Linked DNA regions of Zea mays: all the other regions are linked to region 3. The links are chromatin contacts, called in public Hi-C maps. All regions are on one chromosome and are shown on one strand. Each heading gives the region's core, a stretch centred on a gene start, on an enhancer-like site or on the middle of the called end of the contact. The rest is flanking DNA. Distances are from core to core; before and after follow the strand shown.

Region 1 (3,930 bases), core at 479-2,978, 160 kb after region 3:
ATCTTCGTACAGTGACTGGCTAAGATTCTGCATGGTTGCAGGTGTGTCCGTGAATGTTCCGTGGAGCAAGTCGGGCCACTTGAGTTCTTCCCCAAGGTGAACTTGGCTATTTTTGTCTGGTGTTAATTCTGTCCATGGGAAAACACTACTCTCCAGAAGCGAGCTTGTGCTTTGCAGCTCAAATCCCAAGCCGTTGCTTCCGCTGCTTCCTCTACTGCTGCAGCTGCTAGGATTAGCAGTGTCCCAGTAGAACTGGGTGCTCTGAATACCAGTGCCTCCCGAGTGTGGGTTGTCTGGTGACCTATTGAGCCCTGTTGATGTTGAGAGAGTTGATGGCGAAACTGGTGGCATCACAGTGGAAATGGTGCTGCCACTTGTCTCATTGTGGTTAAACCAGAGTGAATTGTTACTAGCACCATTCTTGTTGCCAAATTCATTGCTGTAGCACATGAGCTGTTGGAAAGGGAAATTTGGAACTGGGCCTGCTGTGCGGCAGCCAGTGAGGTTCTCATGACCAGAAACCAGCTGGTCAAGGAACAACTCCTTGGGCGGCACCCTTAGATGTGCGAGGCTAGTAGTTTCTCTGCGATGCTTACCGAGCGCTGGCAGCTGTGGTGATTGTGCTGTCTCGCTGAGAAGAAGATGGCTCGAGTTGCCAAGTGCGCCGCCACTTGAAGGGTCAACATCACTGGACTCAGAGGTCCTCTCGGTACTGGTCGTTGGAGCTGCTTTGCTGCGTTCAACCTCGACAAGGAGCGGCTTGTGGGTGTTGGGGTCAATGCCTTTCTGCCGGAGCTTCTTCTTGATGCTCGAGTTCCAGAGATTCTTAATCTCGTTGTCAGTTCTTCCAGGCAACCTTGTTGCAATCTGAGACCACCTGTCCATGGATGTGGAAAAAAAAAGAAAAAGGCCTGGTTAAAAGAAAGCTTGCTTGGAAGCAATCGGCCTGTGCAAAATTCTGTGTCTGTGATGATTTTGGGCTTAGCTTTTTTACCTGTTCCCCAGTACAGCATGAAGTTCGACGATGAGGTCTTCCTCCTCCTCAGAGAATGCGCCTCTTTTAAGGTCAGGCCTCAGGTAATTTATCCACCTCAGCCTGCAGCTCTTGCCACACCTCTGAAGCCCTGCCACCATTAATTAATTAATTAATCAATCAATTGAGCAGGTACGAGAGGAGGAGTTGGGAGAAAGAAGTAGCCTTGGAGAAGGAGCAGGAAACAGTGGAGATGGACAATTGAGAAGGTAGAGCAAAGCGTGCAGGATTTGATTTTGATTTTGATGGTTGTACCTGCAAGCTTGGGGACAGTGCTCCAGCAGCCATGCCCGTGCTTGGTTATGTGGTTCATGAGCTTCTCATCTTCCTCAGGAGACCAGAGCCCCTTCCTCAGCTTCTGCTTGTAACAGCAGGAGTGCCTCCCCATTGAAAGCAATGCTGAGACTGGAAGCTGCGCTCTGCAATCTGCACAGCCCACACACGGCTCTAGCTTGAGGAGCAGCAGCAGCAGCCAGCAGCACGGGTATCCTTCACAGGTAGCCGCCCTCTGGTTCTAAGAACCCCCTCCTCTTCAACGAATTATTATGGCTCTAGGGCGGGATGATCGTGGAGGAGCTCCTACAGTGGTGGCGTGTGGTAGATAGAGGTGGTGGAGCTTGTGTCGGGTAGGGGAAGAGAACGGCAGCAGCGCTAGTGGCTACTACTGATTACCAGGATTAGGGAGAAGAGAACGGTAGGGTTAAGGGCCACTCTCTTCTCCTTCTTTTAAAGCTCGTGGCTGTGGGAGCGTCTTAGCCTTTCCCTTTGCTTCTCTGTAGAAAACGTGTGTCCTTGTGTCTTATCAGCGCCTCCCCTAGAATTTGTGTCCCTTCATCAACCGTCGGTGGGCTTCAGAGCCCCCCCTGCTGGTACGCTATTACTGCAACGTCACTACCATAAACTACTACAAGGAACTCCCGACAGTTCGTCCTTCCTATATCAAGAAATATTGTTACTTTGTACTCAAGCCAGCTAAGTAAAAAAGATTACACGATTGGGAAAAGGATTGATGCTCAATTTTCTTTTTTGTCTTTTTTTTTTTGGTACTCTGAATGAGTGTGACCTGAAGCAGGGAAACTACACAACCGGGAAAACTTCTCACTCATCAAAACATGTACGCTAGGGTCTCTAGCACCGTCGTCTGTTGTCGCAGAGAGACAACTCTGGGTCACTTGTTACCTGGAGCCAATAATTAGGATGCCGGATCAAAAGCATTTTGCGTTGCAGAGGAACACGGAGCATCTTCCTTTTCCCTCTGTGTCGTGTCGTCCATCCAGCCAGCGAAGCAAATTTTTTTTTCTTTAGGACCCCGAGGGTCTCCAATCAGAAACCTCTTGTCCAATCCCAAAGACGTTCGCAATCAGCCGAGAGAATCGGACCTCCGATCTGTACAGATGATTGCATCGGCTGTGGCTAGAGGTATGTTGGTTGGTTGTTTTTTTTTATGGTTCTGGCGCGAAAACTTCCACGCGATGCCGTGCCTCGGAGACAGGACACACTAGCTAGCTAGGGGTATAATAGTCTGGATGAGGTGCGCCGTGCGCGCGGCTAACCCTAGCTAGCGTTTTGTTTGTTGTATTCCTCCCTCCCCTGCCTGCCTGTCTGCTGGAAGAGGCGTGCGTCCTCCTGGTGTGGTTCATGACGCGATGATTGGAAGATGCAATGCAACGCAACGGGCATCCTCATAGCGCCCCCATGTGCCTGCGGATACCGTTCCGATTAGAAAAAAAGGCAGGACCACGATTATCGTTGATTGAGCGTTTTTTTATAATAATAATAATCATATGGTGATCTGTACAGCTCCTGCTTTTCATTGATGCTCAGAAGCTTCCTTATGCTCTCTCTCTCTCTCTCTCTCTCTCTCTCTCTCTCTCTCTTGTCTCGTCAAGATTTTTCTGGGGGTTTCGTTTCGTTTCGTAGCCTTGCGGGTTTTGCCGGAAGCGAGGCGAACGAATAGGAAATGCGACGCGTGCTTGTTACCGGGGATTAGAACTGGTCTGCGTAAGATTTCTCGTAATTCTAGGTGCTTGGTCATTCATGGATTTTGCTAAGAGCCTCAGTCCCTCGTCTCGCTTGAACCAGCGGAATATCTAGGCGGATGAGAGGACGTGCATTATTTCCATTTATTTCCCCCTCGTTTGTTGAGTTCGTTATCCGCGTCTCGGATCCCGTTTATTTAGGGGACGGCAATTATTAGAGCCGCGCTTAGACAAAAAAAAAAAAAAAAAAAGACCCGGTGGTGAGGAAATGAACGGAGGCCAATCTGCCGCAGGCCTCTGTGGTCACGGGAAAAGCAGCTGGTTTGACAATGGGGGCATCTTTGTGGGGTCCATCCCTCGTCCCTAATGTAGGAGTACCTTCAATGATTAAGCCGGTGGTTACTGCGGTGTCTACCGTCTGGACCGAAATGCACGCGCAATTATTTTCTTCCTGCTCCTTTCAACCTTTTGAGACTTGAGAAACCCTGATCGTTTATTTATTTATTAGCAATTAATTCTAATATATGGGTGGAGTTTTTTTTTCCTTTGCTTGTCGAACCTAGACGCGACGTCTTCTGATGCGCCTCAGTTTACAGTGGTTGCTTATTTATTCGCACAAAATCTGTCATCGCTTAATAAAGGTGCGTTTGGTTGTGGAATCAACTAATGAAACGGCTCTATTCTCGTTTCTGATAATGGAGCCGATCCAGCAGAATTGAGTCACTTCGTTTTTCGTTTTGTTGGAGAGTAAAATAAAGTGGAGCTGCTCCGTTTTTTATTTGGTTGAAGAGTCATATGAGTGTGATGTGGAGAAAAGAGAGTAGAGCGCTCACATTCCGTCATTTGGTGGAATGTAAGCGTCCCAACTATTTATGCTAAATTCTCTCGTCTGGAGATTCTAGAAATCGCTTCGCTCTT
Region 2 (4,072 bases), core at 346-2,845, 230 kb before region 3:
AAGGTGCTATCGCTAATATGTGTGTTCATCAACTCTATTGTCACTTAAAACTAGTTCATCTTTAACCTTCTCGCTCATCCTTTGAAAACTGATCATTCATCAATATGGGCATAGAAACTACATTAGCCTAATCATTCACCGTTATTATGACCTATCTCAATCTACATATGTAAAATACACATTATCATAATAATTTAATGTAATTAAACACCAAAACCCAACAAGGGACCTAGATGCGTTTACATATAATATAACATATAGTAACACTACATAGAGAGCACATATTTTCTATTTTACACACTTTTAAATATTGTTTTAAAACTATTTAACAAATATTAACCTAGCTAAATCTATAATTCAGCATTACATGATCCAATGAGCATGATTTTATTTACTATAACTCAAATATGTAATAGTTAGCGTACCATAAAATTTTCAATATAATTGGACCGCAGAAACTGCATCTATAAACTAATTACATAAAGCATAGATCTAATCTATTCATGTGGAGTTCAACAAGATTGAATTTTCTATGATTTAGTCTGGGTTTTTTAAAGATTTGATCAAAATAAACATAAAGAATAAGGAAACACATATAGAAAATCAGACATATGGTCACGTGCCTGATTTTCAAAGATGAGATAATTTCTATCTGATTTTATATGGGTGAAAAGGCTGACTAACTTCCACGATAGTTGAGAGAGACAAAATAATTATTTTTTGCGCTACACACGGGCTACAAAAGGACACACAACCGTAGCCCAGTTTTACGGGCCGAAAAGAGGAAAAGACAAGGGTAGTCGAGTGGGAAGGAGCCCAACAGGCCATACAAAGGCGTTCACGCAAGTTAACTCCGGAGGCCCACCACTCCCTCTTGATTTCTCCATTTAATCCGATAGGCCAAAACAATCCAAAAAAAAAACCGATATGCGAAGCCAAACCAAAACAAAACTTTGGTGTGCATGCCGGCCGTGTCCGCTCCCTCCGTCCTTGCGCCGGCACCGCCGACGGCGAGACGCGGCGTGCTACGCACGCGCTGTGGCTTGGCGGCCACCGCGACGCCCGCGTCGTCAGTATGTCCGGTTACGGGCACCTGCCGGCGCTCCCCGAGAGACCGAGCGCGTGTGCGTGTTGACAGCCTGCCTGTGTTTCGCTACAGAGAGCCGTGGCCCGTGGATCTGCAGGCCAAAGTGACGAGCAAGTACTTCGACGTAGAGGTGTACATTTGGGCTGGACCTAATGTACGGGCACGAAGCACGAAAAAAAAGTTCGGCCCAAGCACGGCACGACACGAAATTATTTCGGGCCGTGCCGGCCCGGCCCGGCCCGTTGTATACTTGTATCGGGCCGTGCTTGGGCCGACGCCGAGGCCCACAGGCGGGCACGAGCCCGGTCCGTTTAAGCAGATCCGAATTGGCCCGTTTACTGGCACGAAAGGCCCGAAATTCATAGCAGCGCACTCCTGAAATTCTCGTTGTCTGTGTGTCCACGGACGGACGGCGGGACGGGCCTAAAGCGCCGCAACCGCGCGGCCCATTTCCATTAACCTGAAACCCTACGTGCTACGTCCCTGCCCGGCCGCCGTTTTCTCCCGTGTCCCGATCCGCCGATCCCGATTCCCGACTGGCGACTCCCATCCAGCACCGGCCACCGGCATGCTCCATCCATAACCTGTGACTTTTAAGATAGGGAAAGATTAGAAGGAACGGATCGAGTAGGCAGCTTAGCTGTTTGCTTAGACTTTATAGAGACAAAACACTCCCACACCCACAGTCCACAGACTCGCACTGCACTTGTCCAATCCAGGGAGGCTGGGAAGGATCAGGGATCCATCCACCGTTCTGTCTTCTCAGGTCGACAGGAGGCCAAACCAGGTGCGCGCGTCCGTGTCGGCGATGAGTGCGGGCAGGAGCCGGGCGCGGCAGAACGCGATGCGCTCAGGGCCTCAGGGGTGGTGGTGCTGGGCGCCGTGGCCTTCGGCTACCTCTCCTTCCGCGTCGGCTTCAAGCCCTACCTCGACCAGGCTCAGGAGGCCATCGACTCCGCCCGCGACCCCGACCCTGACGCCGCCACCACCGCCGCGAGGGACGCGTCCGACGATCCCGGCGCCGGTTGCCCAGGGGGAGACCTCGGGCCGTCCAAGGACCCCGCCGTCGTACTGCGCGACTGAGGCCCGGTGCGGGCGTTTGGTTGCGCCATTTTTTATTTCGGGCCGCCCATTTAAAGCACGGCATGTTTAGTGAAATATGGGCTGGGCCGTGGGCCGGCACGGCACAGCCCGAATTTAATACTGGGCCGGGCCGGCCCGAAATTAAACGTGCCGAGTTTTTTCGGGTTTGGGCCGGGCCGGGCTGGGCGGCCCGAATGTACAACTATACTTCGACGTGGAGGCCAATGTAAGCAATCTCCTGCGGGTAAAAGCAACTCCAAGAAGGATCCTAAACTAAGGTCAATATTTTTTTAAACCGATTTAATCTATTTAGAAGTGACACAAAACGTGGTTCTCCAACAACAAGCCTCAAATATACTAACTCCGTTATCGAATATTTGTCATCCGCTAGTTTATTTTTGAATTAAACAGGAACAAATACTCGTGCTGCTAGACCAGACCCTACTGCTCACGTGGTGGACGTTTTGTATTATCATCATCATATAGTCTAATGTTCAGTATACAACAAGTGGAGACCTATAGGTTTATCTGCAAAGAATTGCAGCTTCAGACAATGTTCAAAATTAGTAGTGCCTTTTCTCTTTCTTAATGTATCATGTAAACCTCTACTACTTATTAAGTTAGCAATAGTAGTCTGCCTTTTTGTGTTCTGTCATTCTACGATCTCAGCCGTCCAGAAAAAAAATCAAATCATGGCTGCCTAGGATCGAATCTTGGATCTATTGAGCAGAATGCCTAGCCTTCCACCCTCTAACCAACATGACTCATGTTGAATTGTATACAACTTCAACTAAAACGTCTTTTGTGTTTAACCCACCGTACACTCTGTATGCTCACTGAGTCTAGAAAAACATTTATAGCTTGGTCCCTGATTTTTCTGGAATTTGGGACGCAGTCCAGGAAATAAAGAAAATAGGGAAAAGGAGTTTAGAAATTGATTTTTAGTTTAAAAATAATTGCAGAAACCCATTTAATTCATGGAAATTTCATATTAAATCTAAATGAGTTCATTCCAATTTCTATAATTCTATAATATTATTTTTATCACATACTACCTCTGTTTTGTCATGAAAACAACAATAAAATTGATTTCCTAATTAATCCTATATCAAATACATAGAAACTTTGAAAATTCGTAACTTCCTCATTTTAATTCTAAATTGAATCGTTCCAGTTGTGTTAGTCTCGTATGAATATTTACTACGCAGTAACAACATTGATTATACCACGTTTTATACTTTTATAATTAGATATTTATTTATCCTATGTTAATTGGGTTAATCCATGTCTATTGGATTAATTTATTTAATATATTAATATAGTATTCTAACTTTGTGGTTATACGATGTTTGATCATTAGTCTTGCAAACACACACTTACCTTTTTGTTTAAGCAAAAGCGTATGGTGGTACGTGTCCAATGACTAACGATGTACGAGAGAATTTCTTCCGGTATGTGTGAAACGTGCTCTCCAATAATGAGACCATACAAATCATGATATATATCAAAGTCTGCATGATACTGATGGTTGCAATGTAGTGGTGAAACAGATAGATTATAAATAACAAAATTTATGTATGGCCAGAATCACAAATTGATTATGAAACATTTTATCTACTACTTATTAAGTTAGCAATAGTAGCCTGCCTTTTTGTGTTCTGCCATTCTGCGATCTCAGCCGTTCATTCTACCATTCTACAATCTCAGCCGTCCAATCCCGCACACCAGTTTTCCGCGCGCAGAAAAAAAATCAAACCGTGGCTGCCTAGGATCGAACCTTGGATCTATTGAGCAAAATGCCTAGCCTTCCACCCTCTAGCCAACATGACTCATGTTGAATTGTATACAACTTCAACTAAAACGTCTTTTGTGTTTAACCCACCGTCCACTATGTATGCTCAC
Region 3 (3,591 bases), core at 375-2,874:
CAAACTAAGCCCGAAGGGTTTTCGATGTAAATCTATGCTCTATGGTTTATTGGTTGATCTACTTCGTTTTGTGTGCCGAGACTGCTACGAGGCCGCAGGCGTAGGTTGATCGACACGGGTTGCGCGAGTCCAATTCCTAGCCAGACAAGTAGTAATACTCCTACAGTCCTACTTAACAGGTAACAGATGCGCCACGCCACCGATGAATCCCCGGCCCATTGCCATGTACTAGGTGAATGAGACAGAAGGTGACCATGAGCATGACACCTGGCGCGCGTGCTCTTTAGTTTTGGTTCGAGTGCACTGCCTGGCAAGGCAGGGCAAAAGAGCCAAAGAGGGAGACGTACGGCCGTCGAATCGAATGCATGCGATTCCGCCCGTGCGATGTGAGGTGACGTGCGTGCATGGCGGGTAGGCAAAGCCCCCGCCCGTCGGTTTCATTAATGAATCATGCCAAATGGACGTGCGCGCAGCAACGAAGTTACGAATTGACCCGCCGCCGCCGGCCGGTGAGGGTGAGCGAGAGCGAGAGCGAGAGCGACCTCATCTGATCGGCTCCGCGCCTCGACCTGACCGACGCAAGTCGCGTACGGTAATGGACAAACCGTTCGGAGCACTCTTTTGACAAACAGATCGCCGGCTACGTTTGTGCTAGCAGCGCAGTAGAAAAAAAGAAATTCTGAAATGCTTGGCCCGGGGTTTCGGTTGGTTGATTAGTTACCGGGGCTGGAGATGCGCCAGCTGCCGGCGGAGGCCGGCGAGTTGCCGCCGCTGCTGGCGGTGTCGACGCCGGAGAGCGCGTAGTAGGAGGGGATCTCCACGGTCCAGTCGCAGGGGAGGTCCAGGCCCAGGTCGCGGCACGCGCGGACCTCCTCCATGTCCATCGCCACGCCGCCGCGGCTCGCCGGGGAGTCGCCGCCGCCGCCGAGGACCACCACGGGCACCACCTCCTCCTGCAGCTGCCGCCGCTGCTTCCGCATGCGCCACGCGCGCTCCAGCCACGCCTCGCGCCCCATCCGCTGCCACCGGCGCTGGTGCTGCCGCTGCCGCCTCCCGCCGCGCCCGTCGGCGCCGGGCGGCCACCGCGCCTCCGTCTCGCTCGCGTACTCCTTGGCGCTCGCCCCGGGCCACCCCGCCGCCTGCGCGCCGCGGTCCGGCGTGCCCGGGAGCGACGCCGATGACGGGGCCTGCTGCGGATCCTCGTACGGAGGCCACGCGCGGTACGCGGTGGCAGCGTTGACGTCCGACCGTTCCGGCACCTCGAACTCGTCGTCCTCTTCCTCGTCAACCCCGGCCTCGTCGTCGGCGTCGCCGCCGTCGGAACCCTCCAAGGACAGGCGCGACATGCGCTTGCTCATGTCCCACTCCTCTTCCTCCTCGTCCCCTTCTTCCTCCTCTGCGATGGTGTGGTCGCCGTAGTAGTCGTCGTCGTCGTCGTGGCCCATGACGTCCCGGATGGTCGGGTGAGGCAGCGGGGCTTCCGTCGACGGGGAGGCCATTCCGAGCGGAGCAAACTGACCTGACAGCGGGGTGGGCAACAAGCAGCCAAGAGTAGAGAACCAAGTTGATCAGAGAAGAGAAGACTTGCGGAGCTTGCTGGTGGAGGGAAGCAAGCAACTGAGCGCATATGCGATATATATATTCGCAAGGCAGAGTGTGCCTGCCTACCGCCGGATGGGCTTATATATTGCCTGGAATTCCTAAACTCGGAATGGACTGACTGGGTGTTTGGATCCCTTCATTTTAAAGGAATTGGAATTCACTCAATAAAGTAACTTATTTAGTTTAGAATTTGATATTCCACCACTTTCCAAAGTTTAGATATAAGCTTATCTCAAATTCATAGGGTGGAGGATAGGAAATGATTTTATGCATGAGTAGAATTTGTTTCTATTCTGTAACTTACATGACACTCTTTGTTCCACTCTTCTATAGTAAAAATATAGCACATAAATATATAGGACATCTTCCTAATAACAGTATACAAATATATTTCGTATAAAAGCGAATTAGCTTAATTGATATATGTCTAAATTACTATTATTAGAATGGAATTCAATTCCACTTATCCAAACGGACCCTGAAGGAAAACTGGAAAAGCTCCTAACGGGTTACCAAACTGAATTGTACTATGCAGGTTGTCCTAAAAACTAACAAAAAAAATCATTAGCCTGTTAACCCGAGGAAAATGCTTGCAGATTTGTAATCCTCTTCTGGAACTTTCGGGGTAACAATCAAATGTTACGCAGATTGCAGAGAATCGTTGTAAATTCTGATCGTTACAGTTCGAATCAGGTTAATTAGCCACGTAGTCTTTCCCAGTGGAGTTCTTGTTCTAAAGAAACCCGTGTTTCTGCTACAACCATATAAGGCCTTGTTCGGTTAGCTTTCAATTCATATGGATTAAGTGTAATTAGGTAGTTTTAAATCCTAAACAAGTCAAAGTTCTTCTAAATTTTTTGAATCTCATCCAATTCATATATAATAAGAATAATTGAACAAGATCTAATGAAAATTAGATCGAGCCTCCCCAAGCCGTGCATTTTCGAAAAGCAATCGCGTCTCGTAAAAGGGAGTCGGACCACTGCACGTCGGCACCATGCCACCATGCCATGCTGGACTGGACCAGTCTATGTGGGGTTGGGTCGTTGGGATCGTTCTCCAAACCCATCATGCTAACGTTGTAGGAAAAGATGTGACCGACCTCGTCACGAAAAAATAAGCATCTAGATGTTCCATGCCGGTGGAAAACTGGCTTCCGCATTTCTGCTTGCACGTTAGCCAGGATATAGAGTGTGTAAGAAATGTGCACAGTACGAAGTAGCGAAGGATTTTTCGTTATGGATCATTGTGGTTTGCAGAGTTCAACCACAATCTCTGCACCTAAAAACATGAGAACATATCCTCTGCACATGAATTAACAAAGTTTATAAAAGATTTTGAAAAGAAATCATACATATTCTTTCCACCCTGCTCTAATTATATACTCCCTCCGTTTCGTTTTATATGTCGCTGGATAGTACAAAATTGAACTATCCAGCGACATATAAAACGAAACGGAGGGAGTATAAGATTTCAAGTTCAAATTCGTTATACTTTAGCTGCAATAAAAAAGAGGAGATTTTAGACGATTTTTTATTTTAAACTTGTCAGAAGTTTTATCTTTTTATCACTCTTTATGTAATGCCTTGATCTGTTCTATTCTAGCATATCAAGTAAGGGCATTGTTGGCGCTGATCTGGACGCCAAACACTTAGAGTGAACCACATGGTGGTGCTCTCTGCGGAGGCGCGGACGGTCCGCGGCCTGGCGCAAGAGCGGCTCCTTCCCTGCGTACGCCCGGACGGTCCGCGCCTAGGGCCGAACGGTCCCTGATGGCGCAGAGGATCTTCTTCTCCGTGAAGAACCCTAGAACTCGCCTCCGGGTAGATCCTATCGATGAGGAGAGTTCTAGGGGTTGCTCCGGGGTCGAAAGGCAACCCAGGGCGTCCCTAATCGGCGTAGAGTCGAATAGAGATGGTTGTGAAAGACTAAACTAGGGCTAAACTAAGGCTAGATTACCTGCGCAAAAAGCTATACCTGCGCAAAAAG

What was found. A called contact is a pair of places that touch in the nucleus more often than the background predicts.
Region 1: a contact with region 3 is called in a Hi-C map of ear, with 3 times the contacts expected there. The contact joins the promoter of LOC100280710 here to the promoter of LOC100274211 in region 3. A contact is called at or near these places in 6 of 25 Hi-C or Micro-C datasets (bundle sheath, ear, leaf and 2 more).
Region 2: a Hi-C map of ear shows a contact between it and region 3, with 2.8 times the contacts expected there. The contact joins the promoter of LOC103650050 here to the promoter of LOC100274211 in region 3. A contact is called at or near these places in 3 of 25 Hi-C or Micro-C datasets (ear, leaf and tassel).

What each region holds. Positions count from the first base shown.
Region 1 is chr3:48,922,978-48,926,907 of Zm-B73-REFERENCE-NAM-5.0, forward strand. LOC100280710 reads right to left here and starts at 1,729. Exons shown (of 3, transcript NM_001153629.2): 1 at 1,289-1,729; 2 at 995-1,124; 3 at 1-877. The coding sequence starts at 1,421.
Region 2 is chr3:48,538,029-48,542,100 of Zm-B73-REFERENCE-NAM-5.0, forward strand. It overlaps LOC103650050, which reads left to right and starts at 1,596. Exons shown (of 2, transcript XM_008675718.4): 1 at 1,596-1,937; 2 at 1,940-2,430. The coding sequence starts at 1,896. The coding sequence ends at 2,170.
Region 3 is chr3:48,766,321-48,769,911 of Zm-B73-REFERENCE-NAM-5.0, forward strand. LOC100274211 reads right to left here and starts at 1,625. Exons shown (of 2, transcript NM_001148583.1): 1 at 722-1,625. The coding sequence starts at 1,499.